3 separate regions of the Triticum aestivum genome follow, and regions 1 and 3 are each linked to region 2. The links are chromatin contacts, called in public Hi-C maps. All regions are on one chromosome and are shown on one strand. Each heading gives the region's core, a stretch centred on a gene start, on an enhancer-like site or on the middle of the called end of the contact. The rest is flanking DNA. Distances are from core to core; before and after follow the strand shown.

The links. A called contact is a pair of places that touch in the nucleus more often than the background predicts.
Region 1: a Hi-C map of leaf shows a contact between it and region 2, with 5 times the contacts expected there. The contact joins the promoter of LOC123098430 here to the promoter of LOC123098428 in region 2. A contact is called at or near these places in 4 of 5 Hi-C or Micro-C datasets (leaf and an unstated tissue) and 1 of 1 datasets of contacts at active chromatin or transcription factors (leaf).
Region 3: a Hi-C map of leaf shows a contact between it and region 2, with 5 times the contacts expected there. The contact joins the promoter of LOC123098427 here to the promoter of LOC123098428 in region 2. A contact is called at or near these places in 2 of 5 Hi-C or Micro-C datasets (both in leaf).

The regions. Positions count from the first base shown.
Region 1 is chr4D:437,473,411-437,478,211 of IWGSC CS RefSeq v2.1, reverse strand. LOC123098430 (non-specific lipid transfer protein GPI-anchored 31) reads right to left here and starts at 2,113. Exons shown (of 3, transcript XM_044520413.1): 1 at 1,570-2,113; 2 at 936-968; 3 at 342-742. The coding sequence starts at 1,933. The coding sequence ends at 525. It overlaps LOC123097038, which reads right to left. Exons shown (of 4, transcript XM_044518815.1): 1 at 4,703-4,801; 2 at 4,091-4,561; 3 at 3,681-3,722; 4 at 3,060-3,498. The coding sequence ends at 3,372.
Region 2 is chr4D:437,308,554-437,313,426 of IWGSC CS RefSeq v2.1, reverse strand. It overlaps LOC123098428 (inositol-3-phosphate synthase), which reads left to right and starts at 1,555. Exons shown (of 10, transcript XM_044520411.1): 1 at 1,555-2,059; 2 at 2,948-3,016; 3 at 3,120-3,255; 4 at 3,554-3,801; 5 at 4,208-4,434; 6 at 4,510-4,625; 7 at 4,713-4,873. The coding sequence starts at 1,872.
Region 3 is chr4D:437,095,330-437,100,084 of IWGSC CS RefSeq v2.1, reverse strand. It overlaps LOC123098427 (ubiquitin carboxyl-terminal hydrolase 26), which reads left to right and starts at 3,285. Exons shown (of 15, transcript XM_044520409.1): 1 at 3,285-3,572; 2 at 3,777-3,903; 3 at 4,027-4,623. The coding sequence starts at 3,824.

The sequences.
Region 1 (4,801 bases), core at 864-3,363, 160 kb before region 2:
TTTCTGTTCTGAATGAGATGCTCGCCGTGACACTTCTTACAATCTCGCCCCATTTCTGGCTGCTTGGTTTGATGCCAGCATTTGGCAAAACCAAATTTTGGCTACTACCTCCATTTCTACATATAAGACGTTTTGTCAGTTTAAATTGAACTCCAAAAACGTCTTATATTTGGGAACATAGGGTGTGCTTTATAGAGGTTGGCAAGAGAAATTGGTAGTCAGTTTTTAGAGTAGCCAACACAACACATGAGCTTTTGCGTGCCAAATATTGGGATCAAACCAAGCAGTGTCACCATGCATGAAAAAATGAGTCATGTTTATGAAAGACACTCGTTTAAACGTGTATAAATAATATATCTGTATAAAAATGGAATGGAAACTCTCAGATAAGATACATCTCGGTACATGCAGCAAGCCAGCAACAAGGCTTGGTCTGCGCTTTCTCAGCTGTGTCGGGCGGGTGCAGCGGTAATGGTCGCATGAACGACGAACAGGTTTGCTGAATTACAGGCGCATCCAGCTGCTCACATGAGCAGTGTCGCGGCGACAGTCGCTGCGGCTAGGAGGACGTCTGCTGAAGCGGGGAAGGTGGCCGCGGCGGAGGCCGACGGGGATGGAGCTCGAGCGGTGGTGGAGTCGCCACTTCCGGTTCCGGCTTCGGCTGGTGATTCCGCCGATGGCATGGATGGTGACGGCGAGCCCCCGAAGAACGGAGCACCGGAAGACGGGGCAGGTGCAGGTGCTGGAATGATGGCAACGTCAGTAGAGTACTAAAAGAGTTGCGATTTTTTTTTACTCCCAAAAAAGAAAGGATTATATATGTTGGTATTTTATTCGCAAAAATAAATAAATATATGTTGGTACTTTGCTGAGATATCGTCGAATGATATATGCGGAATCAGAAGGGGAAGAGAAAGAGTGGTTAGTGAACACACCTGGAGACCCACCGGCCACGCCCGGAATGGAAACTGCATTAGCGAAGAGAGAGGTCGTCAGAATATGGTTCCGTCAGTTTTTTCTCAGTTCATAATTATGTCAGGTTCAGTATTTAACAATGGTTTTGCTAGGTGTCATTCGACTAATTATGTTAGTTTGGTTGAGGTCAGGCCCTACGGATGTACCCCAACTTTGTATGGACGACCTGGTTCCCCATTGAGCAATGAAAATCCCTTTTAACCCCGCAAAAAAAAAAGGTGTCATTCGACTAAGATTTTACTTCTGATTCTGAAAGATAGAGTACTATAACCGACTGAACAGTGCAGATTACTCTTTTGGTCACTAAATTAAAATTAAAGTTGCAATTTGCACATACACGGACCCAACAACAACTAACTGTTTCAAAGAATTTGCAAGACAAGAAAACATGACCGATGCTCCAAGGTAGTTGACTTCAGTTTATGCACACGACTTCTCCACCAAAGACGCACATAAATGGACCAGAAAATGGAGTGACTATGGCTTAATCCGACAGAAGAGAATTTCTTTCTCAGTCAGCTATTGATAGGCGTCGTATTTTTGCATTTGCGAGCTGTGGAAAAAACAAGAAGAAGAAGAAAAAAAATTACTCACTGTGGCACTTGCTGAAGGGAGGCGTCTTGACCTTGCAGGCGCCGGGCAGCTGCAGGGCCTTGGTCATGTTGAGGGTGACGCCGTAGTCCTGGCCGCCCTGGAAGGCCTGGCAGAGGCAGGCCACCTCCTTCTTCACCACGTCCTTGAGCCCCGAGCAGCACGACCCCTCCGGCGTCGCCACCGTGCTCCCCTCCTGCACGTAGCTCAGGCACCCCGCCAGGCTGATCAAGGCGTCGCTGCAGTCAACAGCCGGCGCCGGAGCGGCTACAGTCGCACCGTCGACGTGCGCTACCACCGTGGCCAGTGCTGCGAGAAGCAGCAGCCATGGCCGTTTCGTGGCCGTGATCGACGTCCTAGCTGCCATTCTCGCCGGCTGCCGCTGTAACTTGTGTGCACGATGCACTAGAGCTATCTACAACAGTGGTTTCAGAACGTGTGATATGGTCTGTGGAATGTGGTGTGAGATTGCTAGGGGGTGCGTGGAGGGCGTTTTTATGTTTGCGATGGGCTGCCAGCACCGCATGCACCACTGCATCAGTGGGAAGTTTGGTTAGTGTTGCACTGTGCTGGCACTGGCACTGGCAAGACACAGAAATGGAACTCATTGCTCCTCCTCATCCTAGGTCAAAGAAAATGGCGGCATATAGCAGCGATTCTCTGGCCGAGACAGTGACGTCTGCGCACGGCTGCGAAGTGCTTGAGAAATCATGGCGTCTGTAGGCCTTGGATCGGTCTATTGATGCGCCCTTCTGGTCCCAGCCACTAGAGAAGCTAGTGAAAGGGCGGCTTCGGCGTGTCATTCCTTTTCCGAAGCGGCGGTGTGCCGACATGATGAAGTTCGAATGGTGGCAGTGGCCTGTGGCTGTGGGGGTGAGCCAAAAGAAGGTCACCGCCGTCGGCCGTCGCCGTGGTCGGCCGGCGACCATGATAAAAGGGCCGGAAGCCTTTTAGGGAAAGCCTTGGGTAGCTGGGTGGGCGGTTGCACGGGAGAAAATAAAAGAAACCGAGCGCACGACCGCACGGGGGCAGTGGAATCGAGACTTTCCGAGAGCTGGGCCACACGTCGACCGAGCAATGTTACCAACGCCGGTATGAACCTCCTTTTTCTAGGTCTGAATGCAATCCACGATGTATGGCCTAATGGCTGCTTACGCCGCCGCGTCGAATTGCTCACGTCACGGCCAAGCAACGGCGCTAGCCTAGGCCTTGTATTCCCTCAGTCCGAAAATAGATGTCAGAGAAATGAATGTATCTACTAGACGTATTTTAGTTTTAAATACATATATTTTTATCCTTTTTTCGACAAATATTTCCGAACAAATGGAGTACAATACAAGGTGCTTCCATGTAGAAATAAGCAACGGTGCTTAAGAAAAAATGGTTTATTTCTTTAAGCACTTTGCATTATACAAGGCATAACGTGTTCGATCGACTGCAAGTTGCGGTATGCGATTACAACAAAAACGCTGACAACAAGGAAACACAGCAAATAACGAATGATTGTGAACGGGGGGTTCACTTTTCTTCTATAGATAGATAGAGCCGAGGCTAACACACGTACGTAGCAGAGTACAACCGGAGTAAAAATTTCTAGAGTGGATCGATCCTAACAAAAGGTACCTAATAGTACTTCAGTTGGTATCCCGTGATAAGGCTAACTACAAACTGAATCCGCTTGGCTATAACAGAAGGCTAACTACAAAGCCAGTCCGCTAAGCTAACTTGAAAACGGAGGGGCCTAAAATAGCGCTGCAACGGCAAGCGCCGCGCCAACGACCATGGCTCCCATGGGAGCGACGGAATTAGCGGCAGAAGCAGCCGGCGGGGCGGTCGGGGAGGTCGCCGGCGTTGACGCAGGAGACGGAGAGCTGATGGCAGCGGGCAGCATGGCGGCGGGCGCTGGGGTCGGCGGCAACGGGAGCACTGGACCTGCAGGCAATATTTTGCGCTAGCCGTTAGTGATGAACATTCTTACTTCAATTCGGTTTAGAAAAAACAAATCCAATAATCAACTGAACAGCTAGCGTATTTATTCAGTTCGAGAAAATTATTTCACAGTAGAGCAATTTCGTGGATCCATTTTTAGTTCGTCGTCGAAGATGAGTACATACCAGGTTTGGGTTGTGCCGATGCAGGTGGTTGCGAAACGGGAGCTGCACAAGCATAGTAATCAGGAAATCGGTTAAAAATGCACCAAGATTTGATATTTTCCTTTCTGTTAAGATTTGTGTAACAGATCTAGATTTTATAGAGTTTAATAAAAATACGATTGGATTAATCCTAAAAAAATTAGGGTTAACAACAACTTTAAATTAAACATCGCAAAAAGATTTCAGATTAAAAAATGTAACAGACAAAATGGGAACCCTAACTGGGCCACTCCAGGCCGTCTATTGGTACAAGATGGATAGCCACGGGCCATTTCAGCATGAGCCCAATCTCACAAACCGATCGGACGCGGGCTACGCAGACCGTCGGACAAAGTTAACAATGAACCGCGGCACACGATCACGAAGCGTACCTGGCGTAGTGGGAAGCGTGGGCATCGGCGATGGCGCGCTGGATCTCGGTGCGGAAGCGGGCATCCACGGAGCAAGAGCCGGCGCTGCGGTCGGCGGCACGAGCAGAACCCGAGCAGCGGCCATGGGAGACGACGCCGGCACGGGCGCTGGCCCGGAGCTGACAGAAGAGGGCGCCGCTGCAGGACCGCCGGAGGGCGCATGCACGGGGGGCACGGCCATCATAGGCGCCAGAGCGGGCGCATTCGACGGAAGGGTGCGCGTCGGCATGGGCGCGTTGGACGACGGAGCCGTAGTGGGCGGCAAGGGCATGGCAGGCGTCGGCAGAACGGGCGGGACTGCTGACCGTGACGTGGGCGCCGGCACCGGCGGCTTCGACGGAGCGGTGGAAGGCGACGCGGCCTTCTCCTGGAAAGAGGACCTCGCAATGCTGCGACGGAACCACATGTCGTGAAACATCACGGGAATGTTGACTGCAACGACGGGGAAAATGAAAGAGAAAGTTAAGCTTGATCTCCGTCGCCGATGACAGTGACAACGATCTAAGTAATAGATCGATGTGGCAGATGCAAGTACACGACGAGCGATCGAACTAGATGCGCAACAAAAGCAACCTCTGAAAGCTCTGGCGTGTGTTGTACTTACATGATTCAGCGACGGTGGTGGCGCAGAGCACCAACCCCAAGACGGCGATGCTCCTCGTTAGTAGAGCC
Region 2 (4,873 bases), core at 306-2,805:
ATGCACTGACAGACGTCTGGTCGGCATCATCTCGTCATCGTCCAATAGTGGCAGGACTAGCAGGGACGACGACACACGAAGGAGCATGCATGTGCCGACATACGTCTCGTCGGCATCATCTCGTCGTCGTCCAATAGTGGCACGACAAGCACGGACGACGACACACCTCCCGCTGCGGATGCCTACACGGAGGACTACTACCGTCGCTCCGGTGACCACAAGGGGAGAGGCCCGGCGAGGAAATGGCCATGTTCGTCACCCCGCTCCCCCGATCTAATTTATTTTGTACCAAGTTTAATCCGTCCAATGATGAACTATGTCCCATGAACAGTGTCTGATGAACTCTGTTACTCTATTTTTTTTGGTCCGATTGTGCTATATATGGGTACGTAGCTTTGATTGATGTTGTGTTGCTTATTTACATATTGGTATAGATTGTATGAATTTAAAAAGCACGTGGGCGAGTACAAATGGGTGGTGACCGGTCACTGTCCGTGGGCGTACAATGGTCCATGTTTGGCAATCCTGCTTGTAGACGCTCCAAGTAGGAAGCAATGATCAGTACTCGACCGGATTTCAGCTTGCAACGCAAAGAATCTATAGAACCTAACACTTGTAAAAGTTGCACAAAGGCATATCACCATACAATCTCTCTGAGCTTGCACTTGTAGCTAGGGCAAGCAAACTTACCTTTTTTTTGCGGGTTGGCAGACAAACTTACTCATCTTTGTGCTAGGGCAAATTACTTTGGTTGAGCCATAGCAAAAGCAGTGGCAACCTCCCCCAGCAGATCTGACGAGAAGAGAGGAGCCTAGAACGCACTAGCCGCGAGCGCCCGAAGATTCCCGAGAGTCTTACATGCAAGGACAGGGCCATTTGCATGCAAGGACAACAATTTCGTGTTTCCCCGGGGACCCGCGCCTGCTCTCGGGACTGGATCGCACTGACAACGCACGAGCTCGGAGCGGTGCCTCCCCGCCCGCCGCTGACACCGCACCACATGGCGTGCTCTGCAGCGAGCCCATGGACCGCGTCTATGCTCTGTGGGGAAGGACGTGTGTGTGTGAGGCGTTTCCAGGAGCGTCTGCCACGACCGGGCGGCGGTTGGCCACGTGACGGCGCCCACGAGCACCACGGAGCAGAGAGCGCCACTTGGGAAGGAGCTGGGGCCCCGCCGTGCGACCGTGGGCCGTCGCGGCTCACTGGGCCCGCTCCCAGCCGCGCCCGCGCCGGGCGCAGCGGACCGCGGGATCATTCGCGTTTCGCCCCTCGCAGTTCCTCGGAATTTCAGAATCGTTCGGAATCTACTAGTATCTATCTCGCGTGCCCGTGTCCACGGAATCGTTGATGATCCCGGCGCCTGGCACTGGCACCGGCAGAGGCAGGGTGCGCGCGGCCACTGTGTGCATGTGACGCCTCTGCCTCGCAGCACACGATCTTTGTGGGCAGGGCATTTTTGCGATTTCTTGAGTGCAAAATCGTAACTGTGTTCCTCCCTCCGTCCTCGCAGAAAAAGAAAGAAGTGCGGTCGATACCTCATCGGCCCATCGCGCCCCTTCCTCCTCTTCGAGCCTCTCCCCGACCCCCATTCCCTTCCGCCCCCCGCCTCCCCAGCCCGCCGGCGGCTATCCCCGGCGGCCAAGCTGTCTCGCCGCCGCCCCGCCTGGCACTGGCACCTACGGCGTGGACCCCAGCGAAACCACGTGGCCGCCTAACCCGCTATAAATCCCCCACCCCCGCCCGCTTACCCACCGCAGATCACACACAATTCACTCCAGCCCCTTGCCACCGCACTCGAAAACCTCTCTCTTCCTCCCTGCAAGAGTCTCCAGGAAAGAAAGAGAGGGAGAGATCGATCTTGCGTCGCCAAGATGTTCATCGAGAGCTTCCGCGTGGAGAGCCCGAACGTGAGGTACGGCGCGGGGGAGATCGAGTCCGAGTACCGCTACGACACCACGGAGCTGGTGCACGAGAGCCACGACGGCGCCTCCAAGTGGGTCGTCCGCCCCAAGTCCGTCAACTACCACTTCAAGACCAACACCAACGTCCCCAAGCTCGGGTCGGTAACCAACGCTCCTCTCCTCCCCTCCCTATATACGCGCGCGCAGTGCTTCTCTTGTCTTCTGTATGTAAAGCCTAGTTTAATCCTTTAGATTCTGTCGTGTCAAGATCAGTCACTCAGTCGCCGTGTTTCAGTAACTCGGCGCTTCTCTTAATTATCTCCTGATGTATTTACTTGATTTAATTCGGTCCTGTCAAGATCAGTGCGACCTGTGTTCCATTCGGAACTTCGCCGGCCGTCGTTGACGCTTGTGGGCCTAGGTCGTTCTCGGATCGCTGTCAGCCTCTAGTGTTGGATTCTGTTTTCGTTTTCGTTTCTTTTTGGCATTCTTTCCTTGCCAAGAGAGGAGAATCAATGGACGGCAGGAGCCAAACGAACGGTCTCATTTTCGACTTTTTAGGAGAATGCGATGCGTTTGTTGTCGTCTGCAAGATGCTGTTCGGTTTTGGATTATCGCTAGCAGATCGGCTATCCGACCAACTCCATCTCCGTAATACGACATGCTTTCCCCGATCTACTAGTTTTTCACCTGTCGCATGTGCACGTGAGCTTGTATTTTAAGATTCAGAACGGACTGCTCTGTATTTTTTTAGATGAGATGCAGAACAGGGTTTTGACTCCACCTGGTATAATAATGAGACGTCAGCCTTTTTCTTTTGACAAGGGCCCAACTATGTTAGCCTGACCAAGTATAATTTACTGCTACTCTGAATCCCATGCATTTGTTTGTTTCCCCGGGTTCTCTGATTTCCTCTTTGTTTTCATCTACATCCACTAGCGGATTGCTTTGCATGTTGGCTACGTGCAGTGTAGTGTGAGCCACTTGTCGACAGAATACGCTGATTATTTGTGGTAATCATTTGGACTCTGTTTTTGGTGGTGCAGGGTGATGCTCGTGGGGTGGGGCGGCAACAATGGCTCCACACTCATGGCTGGGGTCATCGCCAACAGGGAGTACGTTGTCACCATCCACATCGATTCCATCATTACAATTTTGGTTCTTCCTTGTCAACAGTAGTGTCTTATTTGAGACTGATGGTGAGTTTAATCAATTTAGGGGGATCTCATGGGCGACAAAGGACAAGGTGCAGCAAGCCAACTACTTTGGGTCCCTCACCCAGGCCTCCACCATCAGGGTCGGGAGCTACAACGGAGAGGAGATCTATGCACCCTTCAAGAGCCTCCTGCCCATGGTAAATACAGTTTTCTTCGAGTCACTGCAATCAATACTAACATTAAAAAGATATTGCTATGTGAAGAGCACTATCCCCGTAGCAATTTGATGCTGCATGTTAGTTGAAGGACAGCTAAGTCATGCAAAAATAAAAAAAGACAGTGCACCATGTGCTCTTTAGTAAAGAAAATTGTGGATATGTGCCATGATGTTGTCATTGTACCGGTCAAAATGCTATGGGCTCTGTTGACTGTATATGTTCCAGACTTGCAGTTGGCTGCAAATCCTATTCTGACGGTGTTAGAATGATTTTTCAGGTAAACCCAGATGACCTTGTGTTTGGGGGCTGGGATATTAGCAGCATGAACCTGGCTGATGCTATGACCAGGGCCAAGGTGCTGGACATTGACCTGCAGAAGCAGCTCAGGCCCTACATGGAGTCCATCGTGCCGCTCCCCGGCATCTATGACCCGGACTTCATCGCTGCCAACCAGGGCTCCCGGGCTAACAATGTCATCAAGGGCACAAAGAAAGAGCAGATGGAGCAGATTATCAAAGACATAAGGTATACAGATATGCACGTATACAACTTGACATACTCTATATTCCAGCACTTAAGAGTAGAATAAAAAAAGAGTACTCTGAGTTTGATGCCTGAGCACGCATGATTAATATGGATAATTCTCTGTAACCACTGCGAATATGCTTTAAAACAATAACACTACTTAACTGGTATGATTCTATATGCATAATTCTCTACAGCCAGTGGCTTTTGTATGATTGGACAGATTCTCTATAGCCACCGGCTTTTGTATGATTGGACTCCACGAAGGGTCGTTCTACTGAAATTAAATTTTAAGCTGAGTTACTCATGAAAATGTTACTCCACCAGTCCTTGTTAGTTTCAACGTTCCATGCTGAAAACTTCATCAACTTCTAAATTTGCGCCCTCATATGGCTTGATGAAATAGGGAGTTCAAGGAGAAGAACAAGGTGGACAAGGTAGTGGTGCTTTGGACGGCAAACACTGAAAGGTACAGCAACGTCTCTGTTGGGCTTAATGACACGATGGAGAACCTCTTGGCGTCTGTGGACAAGAACGAGGCAGAGATATCTCCATCGACACTGTATGCCATTGCCTGCGTCATGGAGGGTGTGCCGTTCATCAACGGGAGCCCTCAGAACACCTTTGTGCCTGGTGTGTAGCTTGCTCTGCTGATTGTACCTGTATATGGTGTCTGGTTACAGGCTTATGTTATTTTCTTGTGTGCAGGGCTGATCGATCTTGCCATTAAGAACAACTGCCTGATTGGTGGTGATGATTTCAAGAGTGGCCAGACTAAGATGAAATCTGTCTTGGTGGATTTCCTTGTTGGTGCTGGAATCAAGGTAACAATCAACTGTCAACTGAACACATGTATACACAGACATTTCTGTGTTACGAAGCCTAAACATATGTGGTTTCTGTTCTTGCAGCCCACCTCAATTGTCAGCTACAACCATCTGGGGAACAACGACGGGATGAACCTATCCGCACCGCAGACATTCCGTTCCAAGGAGATCTCCAAGAGCAACGTGGTGGATGACATGGTCTCGAGCAATGCTATCCTCTACGAGCCCGGGGAGCATCCTGACCA
Region 3 (4,755 bases), core at 2,036-4,535, 220 kb after region 2:
CAAAGGTGTCTGTTGAGTTGGCGTGAATCGAGATTAGGATTTGTCACTCCGTATGATGGAGAGGTATCTCTGGGCCCTCTCGTTAATACAACATCACAAGAAGCTTGCAAGCAAAGTGACTAAGGAGTTAGTTACAAGATGATGTATTACTGAACGAGTAAAGGGACTTGCCGGTAACGAGATTAAACTAGGTATTGAGATACCGACGATCGAATCTCGGGCAAGTAACATACCGACGGACAAAGGGAACTACGTATGTTGTCATAAAGGTTCGACCGATAAAGATCTTCGTAGAATATGTAGGAACCAACATGGGCATCCAGGTCCCACTATTGGTTATTAACCGGAGAAGCGTCTCGGTCATGTCTACATCATTCTCGAACCCGTAGGGTTCGCAAGCTTAATGTTCGTTGACGATATAATATTATATGAGTTATGTATGTTGGTGATCAAATGTTGTTCAGAGTCCCAGATGAGATCACGGACATGATGATGAGCTCAAGAATAGTCCTGAGGTAAAGATTGATATATAGGATGATATGGTTGGGCCAAGGGGTAAGGCCCACGAGGCCTTAAGACAATGCACAAAGGGGTTTTCTCAGAGGGCAGGGGCTAGACGCCAAGGTTCCTGGCGTCTACACCCTGGGCCAGACGCCGTAGTCCGTGGCGTTTACGCAAACCCTAGGAACCATGGCGCTTGGCCCTGGAGTCCGAGGACTCTTCTTTGCGTTCCAAACCAACTTTGGGGAGGCCCTCTCACCAAGTAATGGCCCCAGGGCTCAACATATAAATAGAGGAGCAGGGCTAGCCCTTAGAACACAAGTTTTTGAGCCTCCTCTAGTTGGTCCTAGTCGACTAATTAGATCTAGCCCTAGCTACCTCTAATCCTCATAATTAGAAGTCCAGTGTGGTTCTAATCTCCTCCCTCTAGTTCACCATCACCGTCACCACGCCGTCGTGCTGCAGGAACTCATCTACTACTTCGCCCCTTTTGCTGGATCAAGAAGGCGAGGACGTCATCGAGCTGAACGTGTGCTGAATGCAGAGGTGCTGTGCGTTCAGTGCTTGATCGGTACGGATCATGAAGGTGTACGACTACATCAACCGCATTACGCTTAGCGATCTACAAGGGTATGTAGATGCTCTCCCCCTCTCGTAGCTATGCATCTCCATGGATAGATCTTGCGTGTGCGTAGATTTTTTTGTTTTCCATGCAACGTTCCCCAACAATAATCAAGAACACAGGAAGGATATGCATGAGCTCAAGGTGGACAGGGATCTCCTTGCAGAAGAGAAGAATGAGCTTGAGAATGTAGTTGTCGACCTGCTGAAGGCTGGGCATGGGAGCAAGGAGAAACTGGAGCAGATCAAGGCAATACTAAAGGAATGAAAATGAAGGCAATCCTAGATAAGCAAACAAGCCTTGCAAGTTGATGGTGGTAGGTGTGTGTGTATTTTGGTGATCCGATGGGTGAGATGCTAAGTTAAGCTATGTTCGTAAGTGTATTGATGTCAGTTAAGTTAAGAACACCATGGTTTGTTTAAGTAATGAAGTGAAGAGCTACTTATGCTAAGCAATGCAATGATGAACTACTCATATTAAGTAATGATGTTGTGTTGTCATGTATGATCATATTTTTATTTAGCTTAATGGTTTGGTTAGCATTGACATGAAAATTGTTTTTGTGGTCATAAAGTTGATGCCTTGTTCATGGAGCTAAATTGCCAAAATGGGCCTGCCTTGGTGTCAATAAAAGCCACCCCTATCAGCCTCACCATAGCCACAAGCCTATTTCCCCTTAGCCTCCAACCAACACCATATAACCGTAGTGAGCAAGCACCCTAGGAGAGATGGATCCTAACCTTGGAGAGGTGACAGTCAAAGAGGAGGAGGTTGTGCACATGAGGGCTGCCAGGGTGCGGCAGCAAAGAGCTCGTGCGAATAGGGCTCAGAGGCGAGTTGAGAGGGCACTAGCACCACTGGATACTCGTTGGAGTACCGCCACCATCTGTCCAACATGATCCTGGAAGCCTGCAACATGCAAGAGTATCATGAGGTGTTCCAAGACACACTTTTGATGAGATCATCTATTGGGCAAGGAGAAGGGCCAATCTGTATCCAGAACCAACAACAAGGAGTAGGTGGATGAGAATCCTCTACCCTTGACATGCATCCAGAACAAGCAACAAGGATTAGGAGTGCATCTTTTGGACTTGTGATGATGAAATGTTGTTTTTCTCTTTATTATTTCGTTATGTATGAATCCTGGAGATAAGTATGTACCTTTCTCCGTATATAAATCTATGTATGGTTCTATGCTTAAGTTTGGTTTTACGAACTGTTATGATTTTTGCTTACTTGTTATGTTTTTTAATGTCATATAATGGATTTATGACAAGTGGAATCATTAACGGGTTCATCAATAGCTTTAACTCAAGACCTTTCATTGACGCCACACCATTGTTTCCGCTTTAATTGTTTGAAATTTGATATATTACTTTCTTTAGAGACATAACTCACATAGATATAATCGTCTTCACTTGGGATGTTCTTATAGTAGTATTTACGTTTCATCTTTATCACAGAGAGTGGATAGACTTAACTGGCAATTTTTTTTGGCAACATAAAAATGCTACTAATTAACACATCTAGGTTGATATTCACCCACCTTGGGTGGGAGCTCTTCTTCTTCTTTGTGGGCCAAGCAACTAATATTGCCTTCGATTCCTCTGGTTGAGTATAAATATGTAGTGAACTATCGGATAAATCATACTGTTTTCGATTTTCCAACATAAATAATTTATAAACACACAATTAACCACTTGAAAAAAATAAATGTACTAGAAGGCTCCGGAACTCTTCATGGATAATGCTTACGGAGCTCGCCATATTAACCACAAAGTCACCGGAAATGTTGTAAAAGCCCGCGTGACTCATGACAAGCATCTGCTGCCGTGTAGTTTGCCATAATGTGCTCTGCCATTTCCTGATTCAGCAAAGCACATACACATCTCGACGCCTTCATCAATTATTTGCTATGAAGGCGCTGACGCGTGCGCTGTAGGGGAATGTCGCCATGGATCTGCAGAAGCCTTGAAGGGCACAAGTTCAACGTCAATTATTCCATATTTTGGAGGCAAATTATTCCATTTCCATTCCAGCAAAAGAAAATATCCCATTTCCACCGTTTACCGTCCTGTGCTATCCCCCGTACTCCCAGCCCATGAGTCTGATGCCAAGCCCACGGGTGCAGCCCGACCCAACAAAACATGCGGCACGTCACCCGGCTCTGAAACCAAAAAGCAGATCAGCTTCTTTTCATCCCCTCCCAGCTCGCGGCGGGGGTCATCGAAGGGAAACCCTCTCCGCCCCTCTGCCCCTCCACCGCCGACCGCCACCTCCAAGGGATTCGTCTCTCCTCATCCTCCTCCTCCTCCGCCGCCGCCGCTCTGCTCGACCGGACCGGCGTGGAGCAGAGATCCATCAGGCCTTGGATTTGCTTTTCCTGCCGGTGACGAACCCTAGCCTGCTTCGGATTGCCTGGAGAGCCTGATCTGTTCCTCCCTTCGCGGTAAGCATTCCAATCCAAACGCCTTTTGTCTGTTAAATCCGTCGATTTCCCCCCATTTTTTTGCGGATTCGTTTGCTGTTTGGTGGAGTAGTGATAGCAGCCTGTTTCCCACGGAATTTAGGGTTCGAACTGACCCCAATGCTCCTCGTTCCGTCCGCCCCTGACACCGACGCGCTAATGCTCTGGTTTCTGTTGTTTCCGCAGCAGGGAGAGCAACTGGAGGTTTCGCTTGGCGCTCAGTTGATGGTACAATGAGCAGGCACAACACCCGCAATAAGAACAAGAGGCCACGCGCTGATGAGTCTGCGAGCCCGTCTTATGCCGCTCTCAAGTATGTATACGTTGCCTTTTCCCGTTGCTGGTAGCTGGAGATTTGATAGGGTGAAGGGTGAGATTTCAATGTGTTTCTGTTGCTGACATGTTTTTTGCTTGGGGTGCTGCCTGTGCTATGCAGGAGGATACATTCCACTGGTGCCATCACGCAAGATGATATTAGGCAACTTTACAGCGTGTGGAAGCCGGTTTGCCAGGGCTGCCATGGGAACACCAAGGACTCACCCAATTGTTTCTGCGGATTGATCCCCACCACCGGTGGGGCGAGGAAGACTGGCCTCTGGCAGAAAAATGGCGAGCATGTCGGTAGCCTCGGCCCTGACCCATCCAAGGACCTCCGTGCTTCCACCGAGACGCCTGCTGGATTGACTAATCTGGGCGCGACATGTTATGCTAACAGCATACTTCAGTGCCTTTATATGAACACTTCCTTCCGTTCAGGCATTTTCTCGCTAGAGCCAGACATCTTGAAGAAGCAACCTGTTCTCGATCAGCTGGCTCGATTATTTGCGCAGCTACACTCCAGCAAAATGGCTTTCATTGATTCAGCACCTTTCATCAAGACCTTGGAACTAGACAACGGTGTCCAGCAGGACAGTCACGAATTTCTCACCTTGTTTTTGTCTCTGCTCGAGCGTTCGTTAAGTTACTCCAAGGTCACTGTTGCGAAAACTATTGTGCAAGATTTATTTCGTGGAAGTGTGTCGCATGTGACTCGGTAGGTAAATGCCTAAATTTATTTTGGAAACTGAAGGGATCTGAACTTTAAGTTAGAAGGTTTATCTTCCCAATATAACCACATCGTGTTTGCCTTGTATGCTCCTGTTTGTTCGCATACACTGTGTTTTAT